Linked DNA regions of Mus musculus: region 2 is linked to region 1. A link is a contact called in public Hi-C data. All regions are on one chromosome and are shown on one strand. The core of a region is the stretch at or near the end of the contact, and the rest is flanking DNA. Distances in the headings are between cores, read along the strand shown. Region 1 overlaps Gm35520 (a long non-coding RNA gene). Region 2 overlaps Dlc1 (deleted in liver cancer 1).

Region 1 (3,205 bases), core at 395-2,894:
TAAGATATCATTAATAACTAAAACCTTTACACATGTATTTTGTAAAAATGTGTTTAAAAAGGATACCCACCGCCTATCCTCAATACTAAGCAAATTAGAAATAGCTGCCAGGGCTGGAGAGGTGGCTCAGTGGTGAAGAGAACAGGCTGAAGACCAAAGTTCACTTCCCAGTACCCACCTGGTAGCTCTCAGCCGCCTGTAACCCCACCCATAACTCTGATGCCCTCTTCTGGCCTCTGTAGACATTGAACACATGTGATACCCAGACCTACTCCTGCATCCGTACACATAAGAATAAATAGAATTTAGAAATAACTGCCACCATCAAAATAAGCAAATCCATTGCTCTTCTAAAGCGCTGTAAAGTTACTTAGATGGAGACAGAGAGAGCTAGGGAACTCCAGAGTCTGTGATGGGGATTGAAAGCTCTGAGAACCAGCTACAGACACTGTGAAAATCCCAATAATGGGAGGAGAAAGAGCAACTTAGGTAAGTGAATTAAAGCAAGCAATTAATTAAAGCAAGCTTGTTAAAGTTCAAGTACACAGGCTGCCTCCCTTAGGGTGAGGCTTAAGAGATCAGCATTGGATGCTGGCCGGACATAACAGAAGATAAGGCTTTTATCGCTCAGAGGTAGGAGCTTTCCAAACGGGGCTTTGGAGGGTAAAATAGGTGAGGTTATAGGGGCAGAACATAAGCATGACAGGTTCCTCACAATGACCTCCTGAAACAAAGGCGCGATTGCAAGGTGGTCAGAACAACAGGTAGTCATAACAAGGTAGCCATAACAATCCTTTTGAAACAAGGTAGGGCTGCAGTTACAGGATGCTTATTAACATTTTGAAACAAAGGCATGATTGCCATTACCAGAACATGCAGTACAGAATTGTTCGTAGTTAAGGTTACAGGCAGAGCATAGCCCGATCCTTGAGAAACAGAGATTTAATCATAAACAAGAAGAACCTAGTTTGTATTTTATAAGATGCCTTTGAAGCCTAAAATGAACACAGTCTGGTTCTTCAATTATCTCCAGGGTTATTTCTTAAATGTGTATAAGGCCCTGGGGTAGGATCTGGGGATGCAGAAGTGATACATCACCCTACTTCTGTCTTACAATTTAGAAAGAGGAGATGTAACTAATACATAAACATAACACAATTATGACATGATGATGTTGGGACCCCCTGTGGGGACAGTGGGAAGGAAGGACATAAGCCTCCCGAGAGAAATGAGATCATTTTGAGGAATTACTAAATCAGAAAAGGATGCTGTTAAGGAAAGAACGTTCTAGAGTAATTTCAGACTCACTTATGTTCAACAGTAGCAGAGACAATGGATAATGACTAGGAAAGATATCATCAGGATGAAAGTTCATTCAGGAATTACATGCTATAAATAAAATATTCCTTCCATCAAAAAAGAGCAAGGGATTGCCATCTGTCTGAAATTGTCTAACTATGTTAAGTAAAGTTTCTAAGGCTCATTTGACTCCTAAAATGTTATTTCTACAAAAACACAATTACTTCAAAATCAGCTATACGCATGACTAAATGCAGACAATTGGTGCTTATGAAACAGTGACTCATACCCCCACAGTGTCTCCTAAAAGCTGACTGCTCGCCAAAGCTGTGTCGTTATATATAGACGCACCAGTGCTTACAAAACCCATTGTTTTCAAGCCATTGCTGGAGCACAGCTAATTTCCAGAACAGAAACATATTAACTTTGCTACCAACAGATGGCAGTAATGGCTATATAGCAATGTTCCAGCTGGAGAACAGATTGGCAAGGAGTTAGCTCTGTCTTCTTGCTCCTGTACATGTAGAACCAAGGGACTTTATTGGCATCATTTGCTCCATTGTCTTTGTTTGGTTGTTCGGTTAGTTTTGTCTTTTCAAGACAGGGTCTCACTAAGAGCTCTGGCTATCCTGGAATTCACTCTGTAGTCCAGGCTGGCCTCTGATGCACACAGATCTGCCTGCCTCTGTCTTCCTAGTGCTGGGATGAAAGGCATGTGCCACTATGCCTGGCTTAGTAGTTGTCTATTTTTAAAGACGTCCACATATGTAGTCTTGGAGACAAACACAATTTCTGAAAGGATTCATGTGACAGTTAACCCTGTCAATTGGACTAAGTTAGAGATACCTAGAGGATTAGCAACCTAGTGTGTCTGTGAGGGTATCTCTAGAGAGGCCTGATACATGAGAGAGAGACGTGTGTGACATGGCACCATCCAATAGGCAAGGGCCAAGATGAGGTGAAGGTGAACACAGGAAATGACTTAGCTCTTTCAAGTTTCACTCTTCCTGATAGATATCCTCCATCTGATCTTATCTCTGGGAGACATCACTTCTTACAAGATCTGGTTTGTGGGTACATCACAGTTTACTTCTTCATGACTCAAGAGTCCCAGCATGACTGTCATAAAAGAACCAGACAATGTTTTCATGTTCTCCCTACCCTGCAAGTCTCACATCATCATTTGCAAAGAAATGCACGGATTCAAAAGGAGGGCATATATGAGACACTTCTTAATGGATGGTCCAGAGATTCACAGACATGTTTGTAGAGACACCACAAAGGCCTATGTATGGTGTGTGTGTGTGTGTGTGTGTGTGTGTGTGTGTGTGTGTGTGTGTGTGTGTAAAGATAAAGACATAGTGTATATGTGCCGTTGAACTCTCATCTTTTCCTCTATCCTCTAGCCTAAATATGAAATCATCAATGATGCTGGACCAAAGGGAGTCCAGGTATCACCGAGATGCCAAACAGAAGGGTACCTCCACATTCATGGTGGAGCACATCATCGACTCTTCACCAGCTACCTGCATGTTAAGGAAGATATTATCTGGAGTGCTCTACATATGGCAAACACCAATGTGTGCTGATTATCGAGATCAGCTGGACAAGCAGTGAGAACCCTGCTCATTAGGCCACAAGAGTAATCCCGAGGGGGTAAGAAAAAAAACCTCACCAGCCCCCTGAAAGTATAGGCTATTATTAATTCATCTTTACCTTGTAGGATGAAATTCTGTGTCTGACTTGCTATGTGCAATCAGAGAAACCCTAAAACAGTGAGTAAATTCTCGAGGCCTGAGACCACATGGCACCTAGTGCGGTGTGCCCTGAAGGAGGTGGACCTGGGAGCCAAGTTCCCATGCTCATCTTGTTAGATTCTGACGTTATTATATTGTTACAGAATGTA
Region 2 (3,413 bases), core at 761-3,260, 640 kb after region 1:
TTTTCACCTGTTCAATCTTGATGACTGGCCACTTAGCAAGAAGTGTATGTATTAGCAGAATATACATGTTATGGAATAAAGAAGAAAAAAACCCACTGGAAACCATCGGGGGCAAAAGTAGCCGAGGAGCTACACAGAGGTTTCCCACATCTGCACCATGACTTGCTAGTTTTTGGTGTCTTTGAACTAAAGTATTTTTGCTGGGGTAAGTTAGGACAGAAGGATACATCACAGAGTTCCATGACTTGACCAAAAACATCTACTAATTTGCACCTACAGTTTCAAGTCTGGGACAGCATTTTGTTTCTATTTGATATTTTTGTGCCTTTGTGCAGAAACCTGGAGCATTATAAGATGTCTATTGTGCCCCATAAATGAATGACTTGGAATCACACATGAGGGAGGGAGCAATGAATAATCACAAGTCTACATAGCAAATCCAGCCACTGAAAGATGTACACTGTTTACAAAAAGTCTTCCAAAAATGTATAATATGAACAGTTATATGGGCAGATGAAATTTGCCAGACACAAAATATCTATCCACTTCATTGAAAGGAGGACATTTATGTGGTAAGCAGTTTTGTGAAGCACTGAGTCTTCTGAGAGGCCCAACTTTAAAAACAAAGTATGTAAAAATAATAACAAGCGAATATTACATGAGTTCATTATATTTTTCTATGAAATCAGAAGCCCATGAAACAAAAATCACATATTCCTGGAGGTCTTGTCTGTCTGTCCCTTGGTTCGCATTTTTTGTGTAACCCGCACTGTGTGTCATGACGTGTCATGGAATGTTCTCTGTGAAGTTTGTGTCTTACAGTTCTGAGGACTTGCTTCAGTCTGCCCAGGCTTGGCACATCAGAGTGGCAAACTCAACTGGGTCACTCCTAAAGACAAATTCTTAGTAGTTTGGAGAAAGCAAATTTGCCTGACACTGTGACCTTCTGCTATGCATGAAGTGATATAATTTGACCAGAAGATGGCAGCATTTGGAAAGGAAAAAAAATAAACAGGCAACCCATGGGAAGGGATTAAATGTATTAGAATTTCCACAAAAACAGGAATGAAGGGCAGCAACATTATTGTGAACTGTAAGACGCTTAGTTGTACAAAACACAATTTTAACAAGAAGTCAAGAAGGTTCGTTGGTAGGAAGTAGATGCACATACATCTTACAAATATCATTTTCCTGGTTTCGGGACATTTAAGAGCTATGTATTATTCTTAAAGCTATTCTAAGAGCAGCCATCTGATTTTTTGCATTTGTTTTATTTACAACAATACTGAATGTCTCTCACCATCCTGAGAGGGTAACAGAACACTCTTTTATGTGCCTGGGTTTTATAACTTTAATTTAATGTAAAAAAATGCACGGGGTAGCCGATAGGGCTAGTCTTTGCAATACTTCTTCCAAGCATACAGTGGATGGAATTACCCATAGTTCACTGTAAGTTTGTTTCCTCTGTGAAATGCAGAAACAAACTAGGAAAATAATGAAAAAAAATCACAGGCACTGAGGGGAGCAGTAATGAAAAACTGAAATAGTTTTAAGTTGTATGCTTCATGGTTTTAAATACACGCAGTCAAGATTTTCTGACTTCAAGACAATACTTGTTTCATTTATGATCTGTCTGTCTGTCTGTCTGTCTGTCTATTCATTCATTCACTTTACATCCCAATCACAGCAATTACCTTCTGCCAGCCCCCTCCTCACAAGCCCCTCCTCGTATCCCCCCTGCCTTTCACCTCTGCAAAGCAGGGAGGTCCCTCTAATGGAACCCACCTACTCTGTCACCTCAAGTCACCATAGGGCTAAATATATCTCAAAACAATATTTTAATGACAAATACTAGTAAGTATTCTGTAAGAGAATATTATAGTCAATATTCTATTATTTCAACAAGTTTTAGAGAAATGTCCTTTGCTCTAGAGTTTGAACGTACACAGTATCCATGAGGCTGCTGCCAGTGCTGCTGCTGCTAAGACTCTGTCATCTTTACCCATCTGAGCCAGCCTGACCTAATTCTCTCGCCTGCTGCTGACTTGGCCATTAGAGAGTCAGTAAGATACTTAGCATCTGGAGAGCTCCCTGCCACTTCCAGATCTGCACCCAAACTGAACCTGCCGTGAGATACCTTCCTCATCTCTGTGCATGAGATCGCCTGACCAGGATGAAAGGGACTTCACGAGCTCTCCTTAGAGCTGACAGAAATCAGACCCAACAACAGACAGGCAAGCTGGGTGTGCTAATGCACACCTCCAAGGCCAGCTTTTGGGAAGGCGAAACAGGAGACTTTACAAGTTGAAGACCAGCCTGGGGTACATTCTGGGCTGCGGTGCAAGGCTTGCTTAGCATGTGTAAGGCCTTGGGTTTGATCCCTAGTATTGCCCTTCTGTCAGTCTAGGCAAACTGATGAACAATCGGAGTTATTATTCCTGGAGCAATACTATGATCTATTTTAAACCAGCCGTCATACGTTTGTTTTATTGTATCCACATTTGGTATGTGTAACAGGGTCATGTGTAAGTCATTGCACAAACGGCGTTGAAATATTTTGACAGGTCACCTGATAAGTATGTGTTTGGACACTATTTTTAAAGAAACTTCTTTCATATTTTCTCCCTTTTCTGCAATTATAAATCACCATACATCTTTGGGATGTCTGCATTTATTTCTACTTCTGGTTATATACAGTTTTAGGAAGGCCAAAAAGACAGCACCATAACCTTGAGGTTTTAATACCCCTCCCAAGTGTCCATTGATGATAGCATTCCGGGTGCTCATATCACGCTTCAGGATAGATCTGTGTAAAATTAAAATTGTGTCCAAACCTGAAGATGAAAGGTTTAATATGGAAGTGAATTGTAGAGTGGATTAAATCATAGAATTTGAAAACATAGGTAGAGGGAATGAACCCCCCTCAAGGATATAATAGGATCCAAGAATCAGCAATAGGGTCTAGCCGAGGGGTAGAGTACTTGACTACCAGGCAGGTGGGCTTATGTTCAGTCTCTAGTGTAAACAGAACAGTTTGTGACAGAGGAAATTCAATTTTTAGTGTCACTGAATAAAACCTGGTAGTACATAGCTGCATCTGTTTGTTTATTTGGTTGTGTGTGTGTGTGTGTGTGTGTGTGTGTGTGTAGGTGTGTGTGTGCTGGAAATGTAGTTCAGTGATGGGAAGTTCAAGGTAGGGTTCATTTCTCAGTATAGGAAAGAAAAAGAGTAGTTCAGAGGATCTGGGAAAGAATGGCTTTGAAGATAGAGTGAAAATATCAAATCAAAACAAATCTTGCCCTAACAGAACGGAGTTTGTAGGGTACCAGTCCACAGTTCAAGGCTGACGGGAGGAATTTAAGAGGGAAATGATAGACAAGGAAAGCCCAGTGAATGGTGAGTGCCCCTTGCAG

What was found. Hi-C and Micro-C count contacts between places; a contact is called where the count stands out from the background.
Region 2: a contact with region 1 is called in a Hi-C map of the N1E-115 cell line, with 5 times the contacts expected there. The contact joins two enhancer-like sites. A contact is called at or near these places in 10 of 39 promoter capture datasets (the 3T3-L1 cell line, 3T3-L1-derived adipocytes, embryonic stem cells and 5 more) and 20 of 484 Hi-C or Micro-C datasets (the C2C12 cell line, the N1E-115 cell line, cardiomyocytes and 12 more).

The regions. Positions count from the first base shown.
Region 1 is chr8:36,191,992-36,195,196 of GRCm38.p6, forward strand. Gm35520 (a long non-coding RNA gene) reads left to right here. Exons shown (of 4, transcript XR_870363.2): 3 at 2,706-3,205. Among named protein-coding and RNA genes, the nearest start is that of Gm35520, 5.1 kb to the left of the region's middle. Within about 2 kb of position 1,645, at least 43 of the 459 cell types and tissues checked have an H3K27ac peak or open chromatin away from gene starts, as enhancers often do. A contact at or near this core is called in the N1E-115 cell line, where this site is marked.
Region 2 is chr8:36,831,096-36,834,508 of GRCm38.p6, forward strand. All of the region lies in intron 4 of Dlc1 (deleted in liver cancer 1), which reads right to left. Among named protein-coding and RNA genes, the nearest start is that of Dlc1, 120 kb to the right of the region's middle. Within about 2 kb of position 2,011, at least 16 of the 459 cell types and tissues checked have an H3K27ac peak or open chromatin away from gene starts, as enhancers often do. A contact at or near this core is called in the N1E-115 cell line, where this site is marked.